2 separate regions of the Sus scrofa genome follow, and region 2 is linked to region 1. Evidence: chromatin contacts called from public Hi-C data. All regions are on one chromosome and are shown on one strand. Each heading gives the region's core, a stretch centred on a gene start, on an enhancer-like site or on the middle of the called end of the contact. The rest is flanking DNA. Distances are from core to core; before and after follow the strand shown. Region 1 holds the start of PRICKLE1 (prickle-like protein 1). Region 2 has its middle 220 kb from the start of ADAMTS20.

What was found. A called contact is a pair of places that touch in the nucleus more often than the background predicts.
Region 2: a Hi-C map of adipose tissue shows a contact between it and region 1, with 3 times the contacts expected there. The contact joins the enhancer-like site here to the promoter of PRICKLE1 in region 1. A contact is called at or near these places in 17 of 47 Hi-C or Micro-C datasets (adipose tissue, alveolar macrophages, embryonic fibroblasts and 10 more) and 1 of 2 datasets of contacts at active chromatin or transcription factors (skeletal muscle).

What each region holds. Positions count from the first base shown.
Region 1 is chr5:73,824,377-73,829,428 of Sscrofa11.1, forward strand. PRICKLE1 (prickle-like protein 1) reads right to left here and starts at 2,153. Exons shown (of 8, transcript XM_021092560.1): 1 at 1,907-2,153.
Region 2 is chr5:74,445,605-74,450,656 of Sscrofa11.1, forward strand. No RefSeq gene overlaps it. Among named protein-coding and RNA genes, the nearest start is that of ADAMTS20, 220 kb to the right of the region's middle. Within about 2 kb of position 3,152, at least 4 of the 83 cell types and tissues checked have an H3K27ac peak or open chromatin away from gene starts, as enhancers often do. A contact at or near this core is called in adipose tissue, where this site is marked.

The sequences.
Region 1 (5,052 bases), core at 903-3,402:
AGCACCTTTCTGTTTTAATACGGAGAGCAATGCATTGTTAACCTTTAAATCCTTTGTATAAACATCTCTGGAAGAGCTTGTAAAATATCTTGTGTGTTTCCTGACTCACCAGATGATGGCATTTAGAAACCCCCTGGTACCAGCAGGTGCTGTATTTTGCTTTCTTCAGGCTCCAGCTGGGTTACAATGACAGATTCCCATCCCAGGCCAGGCCCAGCCACCTAGGCTAGGACCACATGGAGGCAAGCCGAACCGGGCCCCACCAGACAGCAAGATAAATGGCTGCTGTTTAAGTTTAAAATCCCCTGGTGGGAGTAAATATTGTTCCAGAGAAAAAGCCTTGACAAATATTGCGTCATCCTTCCAGAACTGTCTTGATTAAAACAGAATCTTTGGATTAAGTTGGTGCTCAATTCCAAATGTATCGATCTTGCTGTCATGGGATTTTTTTTTTTTTTTCTTTTCCCTTCCAAGTCTGAAAACAGACATATTGTTGGGGATGGTCAAACAAGGCTGCCGCCTCCCAAGGGGTTAGAGTCCACTCCGATAATAGAAGGCGGCTGAACACTGACACTTCACTCAGGATAATGGAGACAGCAAAGGCTTAGTGGGAAAAGGCCAGTTGTCACCTAAGTGACAGGCAACAGCTGAGCTCACACATCTGGAGCCAGACCGGGCAAACATGCAGCGACCCTCACCGGTCTACACCTTGGGTCTGTCTGAAGTAACAGATGGACGTTCCTTTTACTCCAGAAGCATATTAAAAAATATATCTGATGGGGAACCACATCAATTATGTAACGTCGGCTGCAGACACTGCCTTCCGAAGTACTGATTCAAATTGGGAGGTCGGCAAAACTGTACCGCAGGCACACACAGAATTTCATTACCTACACCCTGTCCTTCATAAAAGCCATAGGAAAAGCCACATATATACCCACGCTTTTTATAGCACAGATGCATCTGAACTCCTCCGGAGAGGCAGGAGCCTCACAGGCTCTTCTCCTTTAGGCAGTTCCCGTGCTGGCTTCCTCACCTTGCTCAGGGCCACAACAGCTGCTTCCCATACTCTTCAAAATCAGCAACCAAACGTGTTTGGCTTGTGATTCTGAGTCCTCCTTAGGCAAGCTGGAACTCTGCGGAGCCAGCCATCCTTCCCCCACCCCCACCTCCTTCTTCAGCCTCCCCAAGACAATCTGTGGACAATTTTCCCAAAGTCCCCAGAATAACACCGCACTGCCAATAGTCGCCGGCGATGCCGTTTGTTTTTCTTAGAGGGCAATGTAAATTTAACAGCTTTCTGCTGCATCCTGAGTCCCGGTCCTGCTAATTATTAACATGCCTGATTTCTTCAACTTTTTCTCCCTAAAGGGAAGAAGACGCTCCCATTCTTTCCCATATCCGTGTTACATTCAGAAAACACCACTGCTGGGGCGGGAGGGGAGCGGGGAGCTGGTGCACCCCAGCCAAAAAGCAATCGGTCCTTTCCCCCAGAGCCTTAGGAGAGAATCCGCACCCTCCCCGCGGACGCCAGTAGGTGACAGGCGATCCTAAGCGGCGGACACAGGCCAACCTTCCTGGCCTCGTTGCGTCCCGCAGAGCCCTAACTCTGGGGCCACTGAGCGGGTTTCCCCGCAGGAGAGAATCAAGAGTTGGTTGTGATGCAGCAAACCGGAGCCGTGCGTGCAGCCTATCCGAAGCCCTCTTGGTACTGCAGCCCCAGTATCTGCTTTCGCTGTCTACACAACCCAACAAACCAATTATACCCATCTCCCCCATTTTCTGCGACACCAACCCAGCCTGGGTGCCAATGACCCCCCGCAATGACGCGGACCTTGCCCGGCCCTTCCCCTGCGCGCTCGCCCCCCACCGCCGCACCCGTAGCCCTTCTGCGGAGCCCACTCACCCGGGCGAGGGAGCCGGACTCGGCTAGACGGTCGTCGGCGCCGCGGCGGGTCTGCGGAGCTGCGGTCCACGGAGTCAGGGGCGGGCGAGGGTGGGCAGGACGCGAACCATCCGGAGCCCGGGACGTGGCTGGGGCGGCCGCGGCGCCCCCGCGGAGGTCAGTGCAGGCAGCGCGAGGCGGGCACGCTCCGGGGCGCGCTGTCGGGCGCGGCGGCCGCGGGAGGCGGCGCTCGCTGGGTTGCAGGCAGAGTGCGCCCCGCAGCCCAGCCCGCGCCGCGCCACCGCGCACCCCGTCCTCGGCCGCGGGCCCGGCGCGAGCGAAAACGCGGAGCGCGGATGCCGCCGCGGGATCCGGGACGCTCGCGCGCCCACGCGCCCCCTGCTCGGCCACGAGAGGCAAGATCTGCTCCCGGCTCCTGCTGCAGAGGGCGCGGGGAGGCCGGGCGTGCAGGACTTGCTTGGCGCAGCGGGAGGGCTGAGCTGGGCGCCAGGGATCTGTTGCACGAAGTTCGCAAGGGCACAACCCAGATTCTCAAGTGCTGTTGGGTCGTCTCCTCTGCCCCGCCCCCCCCCTTTTAAAGGCTTCTTCTTTTTTTTTTTTTTTTTAAACAAACCATTCTGATGGATGGAAAGACAGGAAGGGTGAAAGGGGGGGAAAAGACAAACCCAATTTCCTCTGATCAAACGATTTGGGGGTTGCCTCTTTGGGTTTCTTTTCCTTTGACTTGGGCGGGGGCGGGGAGAGTTAATTAAACTCTTACTTAGATTCCTTCCGGCGCGCGCCTCGCCTTGCTGGGGGCCCGCTTGGACTCGATCCTACCTTGTGTAACCCCCCTCTGGGCTGTCTCCACCTCGGAGCAAGCAACCAAAGATTTGGCTTTTAGTCCGTTCCCTTCCCTCCTAGACGGTGCTGGTCATATCGAAATCTCAAAGTCTGGGTACTGCACAGGAGAACCTCAGCCCATCGCCATGTCCCTGGCCCGATCCAAATTAGCGTGGCGCACTTCAGGTCGTGTTTAAAGCATTAATTTGATCTCGAGGATCATTTTTCATCGGCCTGACTGCTCTCCATGTTTTCAGTCTGCCCAGTTTCCTGGGCTGGGCTCTCAGGCAAAGTCGCTCAGGGTGAATTGGGGCTTAGCTTGTTTGAAAGTTCTACCCTGACATCTGTGTCATCTTAGAACCTCAAAACCCCTCGCTCTTTCCAGCTTCAGATCAGTGGAGTCTCACACCGTGTGGGTACCGTGTCCCCTGGGGTTACAGAGGGCACATCTCTGCGGCAGCCGCTGAGCCCAGCTTGACAGGTGTCTCTGCAAAGCTGGGGCTTCATTGACCTCTCAATCCCTTCCACAACCCTCTAGGACACTGTAACATCTTCCAAAAAGATGAGGATGTGTGGGAGGGGCAGAGGGGATTGATGCATTTTCTATTTCTTTAAGAAAAATCAAAAGAGTCAATTTCAAAAATTTTCAGAATAACGAGTTTCAGTTATCATTGGGAATAAAATAAGGGAATTCTCGACAGATTCAGAGTTGATGTAAAAAAAGGATTAAAGCAATAACATCTAAAGGCAGAGGAAGGGGAAATGTTACAAATCTTGGGGAATGTTTGGCCTCAGCCCTGGGCTCTGTAATTCCAAGTCTGATTCAGATCTCCCTGCACTGTAGAAACTTTCTCCCCTCTAGATTCAGGGCTGAGTTTCTAAACCTCTGATCACAGAGCCCTCAGGAAAGATGAAATAATTCCACTTGTTCCTGGTGTTTGTAACTGATGGGAATCTGGGGGAAACAACCTAGGCTGTCTTGGTCCTCAGCATTTTATTGCAGTTGCCCTTTTAAGTTAGGTCTGTATATCTTGCCAGGGTAACAAATGCTTCTATTAAGCTGTAAAATTTTGGCTTTACCTAAAATCCAGAACTTCTGGGAAGACCAACAAAATGATTTATCCACCCATGGAGGTCATGAAAATCAGTGCTTTTAAGGGCAGAGTCCACTCTCCTCTTAGCATCTATGGGCGGCTGTCTGTTGTCTCAATGGAGACCTTCAAATGAAAGCAGTTTCCCAACAAACTGAATGACACAGTGGAAGAGAATTTGTGGAGGCTGGAATGCAAAACAGTATCGCTGAAGTTCTGTAGCTGCATCTTCATGGGAAAGTACTCTTTGATGGACCAGTGGGCATTTGTAGCAGGCAGAGTTGAGTATGGAGAAGTTCAAGAGGAGGATATTTACGGAACCTGCACTTGAACCTCCCTATCAATTGGAGACAATGCTACTTTCTTACGGTAAGAAATGAATCTGGTATCGGAGGAATTACAGCTCTGCAGTGACCTCACAAAGGTTTTGTCTGTTGAGCACCTGCTGTTTGGTAGCAAACATATCAGGCACTGTAGGGTTTTCACAGTTCTCCCCGAAGAGGATTGTTGCTTCTTTGGACAGTGCACTGGCCAGCATCTTTTGGACCCATTTCAAAGGTGAACACTTGGTCTTCGACCAGCACTCGCAGAATTATTTTGGATGGTATATGTGATAATCTGTGGTCAGAGATGACTGGATTCAAATGTCAGCCCAACTGCTTACCAAAGGCAACCTAGAGTCATTCAGATAGCCTGGAAGCGGTGCTTAGCATCTTTATTTGTAAGTGAGGATAATAAGATCCATCTCAGAGAGCTGCTAGGAGGATGAATGGTAGGTGTGCAGAGAAGACTCAATAGGTGGAAAGTTTATATAATGCCAGTGTCTAAGGTCTTGTCTCATAGCACCTTTCTCTACTCCAGCCTCCCTGCAAAGTCCTACAAATTAGGAAAGAACTCTTTTGAACTTAGTCTGAAAAGGCATTTGTCATTGTGGACTATTCTTCTGCTTCCAGGTCTTTTATGTCAATAGTGTTACTTTCTGGATCTTTACAAACCAACATGGTGCCAAATCTTTTAGAAATAAATCAATTCCCTTTGAGAATGTCTACTTTTAAAGTTTTGATAATGAATGTATAATTTTAAAAATGATACCTTATGCAATGAAGTGTATCCTCCAAATATTCGTGTGTTGACATCTCCGCTTCTTCCAGTACCTCAGAATGTCGCCTTATTTGGAGATAGGCTCTTTACAAGATAAGCAAGTTAAAATGAGGTCACTGGGTGAGATCTGAT
Region 2 (5,052 bases), core at 1,902-4,401, 620 kb after region 1:
GGATTTTTCTCTCTCCAGTGGCAAGAAACAAAATCAGCCACCTTTAATAATATAAGCTACTTGTCTTCCTTCTTTGAAAATTTGATATATAAATAAATAAATCATACATTTTACTGAGAGGAATTTATTTGAGAGTAATGAATTTTAAAATGAACACGGCTTTTTTTTTACAAGTTAAATGATATCCTTTATAATTACAACATTGATATCGGTTTTAATACATACTTTTCTTTAATCTCAGAGGGTACACTGAACTCAAGCGAACTTCGCTTTTAAAATGTTTCATTTTCATTTTGACCGAAATGATTGCACTGTGAGCAAGTTCTAATTTCCCAGAGAGTTAAATCTATAAGTGACAACGAAAGGAAAGCAACAGAAACATGCCCATTATTTGGAGCCAATAATTTCTTATATTGCTGCTCAGGGATGGAGCTGCACAAATAGACATACTGCAGTGCTATTAATTGTAAGGAACATTCGCTTATCTTTTCTGTAGCTCCGCCACTTTCCTCAAGAGGTTGCTGAACCAGACAAAATGTACCTAAGTCTTTGTGCTTGATATGAAAGACCAAATTGGGGCAGAGATTTCAGGATAGAAAGACATCAGGTCAGAAGAAATTCAATACTACTCTCAATGAGGATAATGAGGCATGATCTTCTAGGTGTCAGGTATCTCAAGCCACTTCAATTGCAGTTCCTTGAAATTTTTCTTTCATAAATTTTATTTGAGTATGATTAACTTAGAAAGATATGTTAGTTTTCAGGTGTAGAGCAAAGTAAATCCGTTTTACATATACATATACATATATCCGTTTCTTTTCAGATTCATTTCCCATATAGGTTCTTACACTGTATAGAGTAGATTACCCTGTGCTATACAGGAGGTCCTTGAAAAAGTAAGAAAGCATTGGGCTCTGCACAATTGCTTCCTGGAATCTCAAACGAGGTAGTCTTCACCATAAATCCATCACATCTGGCGTAAAATATTTCCTGAGGACACAAAGGGAAGTTATATTTATGGGAGAGATTTTTGCAAGAGCAGCACAGGTTTCTAAATCTAAGAATCTAGACCCTCAGTGCTTGTCACCCTCTCCACCAGGGTTTTATACTCTCAGCCAGTATGCCGATTGCCACATGAGATGTCTTGAGCTACTCCCTCTGCAGATGTCATGGTGACTTCCACCAGGTGGTAGAAATACTGCTAAGGATCAGATCGATTGGTCCCAGAGTGCAGAGAGGGAGCCCCTTAGCAGGTGGCTGAAGTTCTTGGCAGAGTCTAGGGCCATACATTCAAACTGAACATGATCTGATATGCAGTTCTTTCTCCATGTGCTGTGAATGATGCTCTCTAATTCCCATATTCTCTTTCACTAAGAAGTGTCTGCTAAGCAGTGTAGCCTAGATCGCAGGTCACTAAAAGTGAACCTGGTGTTGTGCCTTTATCAGGAAAATCCATACAATAACCGGAGTTATCTTCACAACTACTCTACAGAACAGAACCTACTACCACTGCCGTTTCGCACAGGGTGGTTAAGTAACTTCACCCATGGCATTGGTTAAATTCACCAGACAGAGTGAGAATTTGAAACTAGGAGCCCATTTCCAGAGTCTTATTACAGCCCTTCTCACCACACAAAATCTTCACTGTTTTTCAAGGTTCTGTTCATAAACTATATATCTCAGAAGCCTTTCTTAAATCATTTTAATGTCTCTCTCTCCTGAACTTCCATAATACTATCTTTTAATCTTTCTTTTTGTGTGTGTTTTTATTTTTTTAATAGTTATTTCCCCAATACAATTTTTTTCTACTGTATAGCATAGTGACCCAGTTACACATACATGTACACATTCTATTTTTATACATTATCATGCTCCATCATAAGTGACTACACATAGTTCCCAGTGCTACGCAGCAGGATCTCATTGCTAATCCATTCCAAAGGCAATAGTTTGCATCTATTAACCCCAAGCTCCCCAGCCACCCTGCTCCCTCCCTCTCCCCCTTGGCAACCACAAATCTATTCGGCAAGTCCATGATTTTCTTTTCTGTGCCTTGAATTAGGTTCATCTGTGCCTTGTATTAGATCCCAGATATAAGGTCTAGAGCCAGAATAGGCAACAGAGCACAAAGGTTAATCCCAGATATAAGGTCTAGAGCCAGAATAGGCAACAGAGCACAAAGGTTAAAGTGTTAAGGAACAGATCTTACTTGGAGCCAGATTTGTTCTTCTCTATTATAACGTCTTCAATTAATGCAGTTATTATTAACAATTAGTTTTAATAAAGAAGTAACTTGTTGATCTACTTTACACCATTACGGACAGAATAACTCAGAGACTGTCCACTGTGTACGAAGAGTTTCTGGGGAGCATTTTAGTATAAAACTTAGAGGCAAGTACTATAGACAAAAAAAAGGCAATAGATCATTTATACAACAGCAATGGACTAATAGTGTAAAGAATATGAAATTTTCTGATGTTTGAATATGGGGAGCCCCTTGGAATAGGTTTCAGATGATTCTGCAGAAAAACTGGCAGAAAGAGCTCAGAGACATGGAGTTTCTTAAAAATGAACCAGGATCCAGTTTCCTTTCATTCATCAAATATCCTCCCCAGGGGTTCAACTTGACTGGGAAAGATGAAACATTTTTAATATTATTATTTTCTGGGTTAATTTTTTTTTTCTTGAGGAACTCTCTTTAAGGTGCTGTCCAGATCTGACCTTGTTTATCAGATAAAATTAAACTAAATAGCATTAAGTTGTTTTGACCATTAATGAAGGATTTGGAAAATGGTCGTCTAGAGTCCATGAGAAGTTGCAGTTATGGTGAGTTGATTGAGATTGTGCGTGGTACACCACTTGAATTTCTTCTACTTGGCCCATCTCAACAGATAACTTCTAGCAAATTCAAATTTGCAAAACAAATAAAATAATCTGACAGCTTGTAAGGGTGGGAAAGGATGTTGGCCCTTTTCCCTAAAGGCTTATCTCATAGAAAGGCAATATATTATACAAAAAAGAGAAATATAATTCAACATTTCTCTGCCAGAAAAGGCAGCCAAATTTTTTATATTGTTCCAGGAAGAAAATGATCTTTCTGCAATTTCCATTTACTCCTTCCTTACCCAGAGTAGGACTTTACTCCTTTGGAGACTGAAATGGTATTGCAACATTTTCAGGAAGTGATCATTAAAGTATGAAGAAGTCTCATTGCACAAAACCTCAGCCTCCCTCCTTTTTCTCAGTTGAAACCTATTGAAGTCTTTAGCTTCTCTGCTCTTCAGTTTTGGCTTCCTGGTTACCTACATCATCTGTTTCTCTGCTTTGTCTGACCCTTCACCACAGCACTGTGGTGTTCATTGTAAAAACATGTGTGCCAGAATGAGCTCACACTGATTATCATAGAGCAGGTAATTCCACAGGGATTTTATTATAATTGAGCAATAGTTCTTGTATACCTACATAAAAAATTTATCTGGAAAGCAAATTACAGTAGAGTATTTCCCCAAGGCTCTTAATAAAATTATCTATTTTTAGGAATTCGCTCTACATGTTGGGGCTCTAAACTAATTAGCTCAATAATATTGAAAAGAAATAGGATGAAAGAGGCAGAACTGTTTATTTTCAGTCCAAAGCTTGACTTATTAGTAGCACTGTGTCCCTATTGTGCCACCCTGGAGCATATAAAGTAATTGGAGTAGAGTAGATAGGAAACTAAATTGAAAACTAACCATCTGCTAAGTACATATGTTGCCATTATTTTACCTGACTCCAACCTTCATCATATATTTGAGTAAAGGTAGAGTAAGCATTTAGTTCTCCTATTCAGTGGCTTAATGTGGATTATTATTACTATTATTATTTTTGCTTGTTTCATCCTGGATGGGCTACAGAAAAGGATGGTTGTTCAGGTAGGTCCCAGGGTGGAGAATAAAAAAGGAATTAATATTTATTTATTCCTATATAGATAATAAAATATTCTTTACACATATCCTCTTATCCAATGCTCATAACCAAGCCATGGGTTGCTTAATATTGCTTTTATAAACAAGCAACAGAGTCTTCAAGAGGATAACGTATCTCAATATACTCTTAAGAGTTTTTACGTGTTTAAATATTACCATTCCAAGCAGAGATTTATGCAATAGAAATGGTAAGCTTCTTCATTCTACTTTCTCTTTAAGTCACTCCACTGCACACATACACAAAAGGAACAACCTTAGAAAATTGTATACCTATATCACCAGGCTCAGGAACGCCTGTCATTCTAAGATGGAAATGAAGTTAATCTTCTCAATTAGCAACCCTTCACAAATAGCTTAGCCTACAATATGATTAAGTAATGCACCACCGTAAAGGGTATTTCTTCACATCCTGAGGTTAGGTGTAATCCCTTTTGTGTCTCACAGTTCGGCTTAGCCATTCCTACCCCTCTCCCAATACTCATTCTAGAATGAGTTGTCATGGCCATGTTTGATGGTTTTCCTATGTATTCTAATCAAAAGTCAGTTAGAGCTGACCTGGCCTTGGGAAAATAACTTCAGTAACTCTCTGCACATAGTACAGGCCCAGTTGATGACAGAGCAGAACATTTGCTTTCTTTTCTTTGTTCATTTTGCTATTACGCCTGCAATCCAATGAACTCTATCTTTCCTAATGAGTTTTCTGCTCAGCAGCTTATCAACTGTGTCTCTTGCAAATTAGATAGATCAAACAACTCTATATCTTAGGAGACAACAGAGTTAAATCATTTGGAAAGAGGTTAAAAAATAGCTCAAGCCAAATCTCTGCTGGGCTTTGGGGAAAACTAAAGTATGCTAATTTTTCTTTCAAATCAGCTGGCTGGGTTCACTCTTCACTTCTAGCATGATGGTACAGTGTATTTATATATATATATTATATATATATATTCTTTTTTTATCAATATCATGGCAGTATTTAGATAAAGCAGAGCAATTCTAGTCAGGCTTTTCCACTTCTGGATGAAGACAAGCAAAACAGTGTGTTTTGTCAGTATGGATTTTCCTCCACCAAGATAGTCCCCAGCTTGGT